Regions from separate parts of the Mus musculus genome. Here region 2 is linked to region 1. A link is a contact called in public Hi-C data. All regions are on one chromosome and are shown on one strand. Each heading gives the region's core, a stretch centred on a gene start, on an enhancer-like site or on the middle of the called end of the contact. The rest is flanking DNA. Distances are from core to core; before and after follow the strand shown.

Region 1 (3,510 bases), core at 682-3,181:
CCACATGTTGAAAAGAATCATTCTGGCTCTTGATTGGGGTTGCGTAAGTCTTCTCATTAACTATGTGAGCACTGCAGTCTTTATGACATCAAGTCTTCGGTCTAGAAACGTCATTTGCCTCTTCATTTGGGTGGGCCTCCTTTGATTCTCTTTTAGAAGAACACAGGCTTGTGAACTACACTACAAAGGGCAGTAGGCTGGGCAGTCACAAGTAAATATGTCTCAACCTTGTCTTGAACTCACTGGGTATGCAGCCTGGACTTTTTAACTCATCATTCAGTCTCACCCTGGACTTGAACTCACTATGCAAGTCAGCTTGTGAGCCCACCATGAAGAGAGCTTGTGAGCCCACCACGAAGAGAGCCTGATCATGAACCCACCATGACTCGACTTCAACTTCCTAATCTCCTACTTTACCTCCTGTAATATTTAGACTGCAGATTTCACTACCATGCTTAGCTTCTTGCCTTTATTTTGTTTTGAATCACCTTTTTACCATACTTTTTGATGTATAGTCTTTTGTGTGACCTGTAGATTTCTGCCTGAAAGTCTCATTCTTTCCATGCCGTTACATTGATGTTTCGAAATTTCTGTCCTCATTGTGTATTGTTAGTATATAGGAATAAAATTGGTTTGCATATTCTGAAAAACAATTATTCCAATTGATTTAACGTTCAAAAGACAAATAAGAGTAAGTCTTAAGTGGAAAAATAACTTACTTCCCATGCAAAATAATTTTGCATGAGAGATTGGTTGGCAAACCCAAGCCAGATGTTTATCAAAGTGCCCAGGGTATGCCCAAAGGAAGTTCCCATATTTGTGCCTTCCTATAGGCTGTGTTGCTCTTCAAATCAGGGCCCATCCATTGAGTAGTAGTTCTGGCAATTACAACTGAGTGGCAGGAAGGTATGGCAAGATTTGATGGATGTAGGCCTGGCTTTGGACCATGGTCCCACCATGGGCTAGACATATATTCTTAGCAATCATCCATCTTCCCAGATCTTCATCTTCCCGGATCTCCAATGTAGGCTATGAGCAGAGAGAGCCCAGGGTCTGGCACCCAGCAACAGCTTATTATTTATTTGCAAGAAGAAATATGCGAAGAAAAACCAAAGAGCTTTCTGATACTGGTGATTTAACAATGGGGCAGACTAACTGTGAGGTAATGAGCCTCCTGGTACAAGAGAATAAAGTACTCCCTATCTAGGATATTAGAAGATACCCCAAGAGTCGCTCCAGCAGTGTTGGGGTGTTTTAATCCTCCCTCCTTGATGATAGAAGGAGAGCCAGTTCCTAGGTTTCTCCAGTTCCCTACACATGTGACCCAGAGTCACAAAGGGCTCGGAAGCAGTAGGGAGAAATCATTTTTGGTTTGTGATTTGTTTTTATTTTTGTTTTCCTTTTAAAAAATAAAACAAATTCAGACCAGACTTATCTTTCCATCAGCTGCAGTTTATGATTGCCCATTAAACTCAATTGCTTTCTCTGGAGGCTGGTGTTGGGACCCGTCATCTGTAGCCCAATGCCATCTATTCTTGCTTTCCCCAAGAGTGCAGACAGACAAGCCGCCTTCTTGGTGTACACTAATTAATTTATCTCATGCTTGTGATTTTATGGCGCTTAAGTGCTGGAGCATTTCTGTTTATTCTTCTCCCTGCAAAGCATCTCACAACGCATAAAGACCATGAATCTCCATTGTAAGCCGCCGTCTGTCTTGGGCTGGAAAACAGCCTGCCGGCTGCCTGATGTCTTGCTGGCACTGTCTCTTACAGCCAGAGTAACACGTCCATTAATTTATCCTTAATGACATTTTGACATACCAATCAGTTCATCAGATGTTCCTTTTGCAAGGCCTCTCCTGCACGGCCGAGCCAGGGTGCCAGACCACTCCTGATGCATAATACATGAGACCAGCACACCGCTCAGTGCCTTTAACAGACAGACATGTCTGCCAGTCTAAGACTGCATGTTCCTAATGGCCCCTGCTCCCTGAGTGACCTACCCTGATGCCTTCAGGGCAGTTGTCTCTTGCACTGCGACTTGCTGTGCTTCAAGGAAGCTTGACAGGGCAATGATAGGGTTCTGTGTTCAAAAGCACATTTGTGATATTGCTGTTTTGGGGAAATAAGGCCAGCAACCCTTTGCCCCACTCAATGGGCTGAGAGAGAGTAAGTTCCAGTAATTCCAGCGAATCTGTGGCAATCCTGGTAGCCCACGTTTCATCAGTATCCTGGCACTACTTAGAAATAAAAATCACAAAGCTACTCTGATAATAATGAATATCAAAAAAGGAAAGGGAAGGAAAGGAAAATTATCCCTAATGTCTTCTCTCTTCTATCAGCCATACACACAGATATACTACCTAGTGGTTGTGATTACAATGTAGGCATGGTTTTATTTTTTTCGTATTTTAACTTAATGCAACCCAGTTAGCATTTTTCCATGTTGTTACAGAGTTTTCATCTTTAATGGCACTCCATCATTTTAATAGTTGCATAATATTCCATCCAGGGGAAGTATTGTAATTTACTGAGCCGCTTCCCTATTGTTAGACATTTACGAGGCTCTAAAGGATTGCATGCTATTAAATAGAAGCTTCAGAGGAGGTGAGAGACACAGCAGGCTCTGAAGACTGAAGAATTGGGCTTCAAACCCACCTGCTCCCTTTACCCAGTTTATGAGTTTAGAATTAACTCTCTGGGGCCCAGGTTTCTCATCAATAAAACAAAAAAGAACTAACCAGCACTTCATGGTGCTATTATGAAGCTTCAAGCTGTTTTTAAGGTACCAGCCACACACGATGGAGTCTATGAAAAATGAAAGTTTTCCATTTAAACAGAGGTACTCCTGGTAGGAAAAATTCCCCACTCTGACCCCAAAATATTTGGCAATGCTTATATATCTTTTCTTTTTTGAAAGATGGGTTTCACTGAGTAGTATGGACTGGCTTCCAATTGGGAAGTATCCTGCGTTAGTCTCCAAAGGTCTGGGATTATAAGTGTGTGCCAGCACACCCAGCCAGAGACATTTTTAATGTGATATCTGAGAGTAATGAAGGCCTGGCATCCAGAAGGTTGAGATCAAGGATGCTAACAAACATTATGTATTATCTAAAATATCTACAATGTCACAGTTGATAGAAGTAGTGCATATAGAAACTAGAGTGGTTAAGAGTCACTTTACTGTCTATGTTAGGCCCTTTATTTTCACTATTGTTTATATTTCCTTAGAATAAAGTCTCAAGAGAGTAGAAGATCTTGCTTAAAGGTATTTGTCCTTAAGCTCAGTGACAGTGGGAGGGGCTAAGTGTGGTCCTAGGTAGGAACAGAGGAAGGAGAACAGAGAGGTGGCATCCGTTCCTCTCTTGAGCAAGAGATGATGTCCTATGATGGGTACATCTCAAAGGACAGAGCCCAGTATCTTCTAGGAACTTGGAAAGGTACAGATATTTAGTTTTACCCTAGACTTACAAAATTCTAAAACTCCTAGGATGGAGCCCAACCCAAACAT
Region 2 (3,427 bases), core at 577-3,076, 400 kb before region 1:
GTGCACGCGCACACATGTACATTCTGGTCCTCTGATTTCCTTGCTATTAAGCCCCAGAAGATTTGCTCTGACAAAGGTTGCAAACAGTTATAGTTCTGGTCCATATGTTTCATAGCAGAATTATAAGTTAATTTCTAGTGACCTTCACCCAAGCAGTCTTAATCCTCCCCACCGAAACACACCCTCTGTGACAGGTACTTGGCTTGCCATGATCATCCTTGAATACATGGCAAAATGTGGCTGTGCAGATGTAACTAGGAGCCTAACACTTGGCTTTAAGTTTGTCAAAGGGGAAACTGGTTTAGATGAGTCTTAGTAATTAACCAGGGAAGCCCTTTAAGAGAGAGTCTGGAAGCCTGAGCCCTTCTTTTCCACTAGCGTAAAGAAGGTGTCCACCCAAGATCTGCAGTTACAAGCAGATGAAGCCTGCCGATGGCGTGTGAGCTTGGAAGGAGACTGAGCTACAGATGAGGTCCAAGTCCTGGCTGGCATTTCTGTGTAGCTTATAAAGTCCTGAGCATAGAACCCCTGAAACTTTGAGACACTGTATGTTGTTTTAATCTGTGGTGACTGTGGTGACTTACTATGAAGCAATAGAATACAATATATGAAACCTGCCTTTAATAAATCATGCATGATTTACACTTCCAACTTCTAAGCAGCCCAAGGTCTGCATAATTTCTTTGCCAATGCTAGATGTTGCTAAGATTTAAATGCTTGAGAATCTAAAAACGCAAAATAATACTTTTAAGCCTGTAATTAAGCCACAGCTAGAATTGTGTGCTTTCTGTATTTTAATTAAAAAATATTTACTGTATGTGCTTGGCTATTTTGCCCCCGTGTATGTCTCTGTACTACATGCATGCCTGTGCCCATAGAAGCAAGAAGAAGATGTTGGAACTTCTGGGACTGGAGTTGCGAACAGAAGTAAGGCACCATGTGGGTGTTGGAAGTCTAATCTGGGTCCTCTGGAAGAGCAGTCAGTTCTCTTAACTGTTGAACCATCTCCCTAGCTCCACATTGTATTTTAGTTGAAAACTATGTTGACTCATCAGCACATCGTGTGTCCCTTTGCTTGTTCCATCTTTCTCATACTGATTTGTCCCAAGCATCTTTGTTTCCTCTGTGGGACATGATGGTGGTTCGTGTTGTTGTTTGTTTTCCCTAATACCGTTTATGGTATTTAGTGATCAGAGACATGGATGCTCTTATTCTGTGAACTTTCAAAGTGCCATTCTGGCAGTCTGTATGGAAGTGTGTTTGATGGACATTAAGGAGAGCCATGCTAGTAGAATCACATTTGCAGAGATAAGATAATGACGGTGGGAGCTGGGGTACATTAAGGATGGCAGAGATGGTAAGATAGGAACTCAGAAATGTCACTGGCAGGCTTTGGAATTCTTCAGACAAGGTTCTTTACCAGCTCTGGCATGGTGGTGATGGAATAGAATAATAAAGTATTTTCTGGCTTAGGCTGGTAAGTAACAAATTCACTGAGGACCCTCCTTCTCATAGATGTGGGCCAACAGAGACTGTGGGCTTTTCACATCCCACAGAGATCAGAAAGCACATATCTGTTACACTCACAGCCCTTCCTTTATTTCCCGCGGATGGATGAATTAACTCTTCCCAGAGATGCCCTTCCTCCCTTCTAATAGACAGAGCCTTTGCTTATATTGTAGTACCTCAGCAGACAAAACTGTGGCTTTGAAACTGAGCAGATTGGTGGGATGCGGTGTTTGTCAAACAAGCATCTACTTAGACATCCCTGACACAGTGCAGATCACCCTTCAAGCAGCCGGAGGAGCCTTGTCTGTGGACAGGGGCAGGCGTGGGTTGGATGAGGACACATTCTTCTTTGAAATGAACAAATCTTAGTGAGATGTTAAACATCCTATTAAGCTATCTGAAAGGAGGAAAGAAGGCAACTTGTTCTGGTCCTAGATGATGGACAGGTCCTCAAACCATCTAAAAGGACGCTGCACTACCCACAGTGTGTAGTTGCATAAATAAATGATCTGCTGGGCAGGCGCCATTTTGATGTCTTCTCATGGGACATTTAATCATATTTGGATACTTGTTTGATTGTTTAGCATCTGGTGTGGGTAGAGGCCATGGATGCTCCTAAGCATGTTAAAATGTACAAGGCAGGCAGGCCCCAGTTGCAGAACCATGTGCCACCAAATGTTAACCCTGATGAGACTGAGAACCCCTGGTCTGGCAGGAACTGTGTACTGTGGGGGCTGGAGAGATGGCTCAGAGGTTAAGAGCGTTTGCTGCTCTTCTGGAAGACCCATATTTGGGTCCAGCATTCATCTCAGGCAGCTCCAGGGAATCCGATGGCCTCTGTGCCCACTGCACTCTTGTACACATGTACACACAGAGATACACACACATTCACTTAAATAGTGATAAAAATCTTTTAAAGGAGTGCTGCAAATCAATGATATGTCCTGGTTGGAGTTATAGGAAATTATTTCTAAGCACTGTAACATGTCCTGTGAATAACTAGCCTCCCAGAATCTCTTCTTTCCCTATTGTTTCTGCTGAGTACCATTTTGAGTCCTTAATGATGGGAACCCAGGAAGGATTCAGCACTGTAGGGTATGAATCTCTCAATTCATCTGCAGAGTTCTGGCCATAAGCAACCCTGAATGCCCTGTATTTGAAAGGGCTTAAACACACACACACACACACACACACACACACACACACACACACACACAAAACACATATACACACACACACACACAAAACACATCTATCTCTGAAGTAGAAAGCTATTTCCTCAAACCCCAAATTAAACATTGCTAAACAGTCACTGCCATTTGGCAAGGTTCCAATATCATATCCAACACACCAAACACCAACTTCATCTTGGATTCTGATAATGTATTTGCCCAGTCCAGATAGAAACTCTGTCTGGTGAGAGAGGTTCAGCTGTGGAAATAGACAAGAGGCTGTATATTTGAAATTATGAGAGTGGATAAATATTTGATGTGTAGTAACTAAAGCTGGACATTGCATATGTGTGGGTCAGAAGAGACTATGAGGATTATTGGTGCCAGAAATGGAAGAAGGTAAAGCTGGAGTAAATTAACATTAAATGCCATCTATATATCTCCAGCATAATGTTATTTTTATAGGTAATGGAGATATATGTTTACTATATAAAGATATCCAGAGGTTTTTCTGTTTGTTGGTTTGTTTCCAGATTGGCTCCAAATAGCAAGGTTTTCTTTTCTTCTCTTTTTAATGTTTGTTGATGGTGGCAGTATTCTTTTCGGTCCCAGGAGAGATACAGAAAAACAAACATTACAGAAAATAAGTATTGGCCTTAAATTGTCAGTCATAAAGAATCCCGATGCCTATGTTCTGTTTCCATGAACCAATTTTATAGAAAGAGATGTTTTTTCGTGTCTTGAGT

What was found. A called contact is a pair of places that touch in the nucleus more often than the background predicts.
Region 2: a Hi-C map of the N1E-115 cell line shows a contact between it and region 1, with 5 times the contacts expected there. The contact joins two enhancer-like sites. A contact is called at or near these places in 2 of 484 Hi-C or Micro-C datasets (the N1E-115 cell line and cerebral cortex).

The regions. Positions count from the first base shown.
Region 1 is chr2:161,666,817-161,670,326 of GRCm38.p6, reverse strand. All of the region lies in intron 15 of Ptprt (protein tyrosine phosphatase, receptor type, T), which reads left to right. Among named protein-coding and RNA genes, the nearest start is that of Gm35374, 280 kb to the right of the region's middle. Within about 2 kb of position 1,931, at least 12 of the 459 cell types and tissues checked have an H3K27ac peak or open chromatin away from gene starts, as enhancers often do. A contact at or near this core is called in the N1E-115 cell line, where this site is marked.
Region 2 is chr2:162,064,195-162,067,621 of GRCm38.p6, reverse strand. The region is part of intron 7 of Ptprt (protein tyrosine phosphatase, receptor type, T); the gene reads left to right. Among named protein-coding and RNA genes, the nearest start is that of Ptprtos, 320 kb to the left of the region's middle. Within about 2 kb of position 1,826, at least 3 of the 459 cell types and tissues checked have an H3K27ac peak or open chromatin away from gene starts, as enhancers often do. A contact at or near this core is called in the N1E-115 cell line, where this site is marked.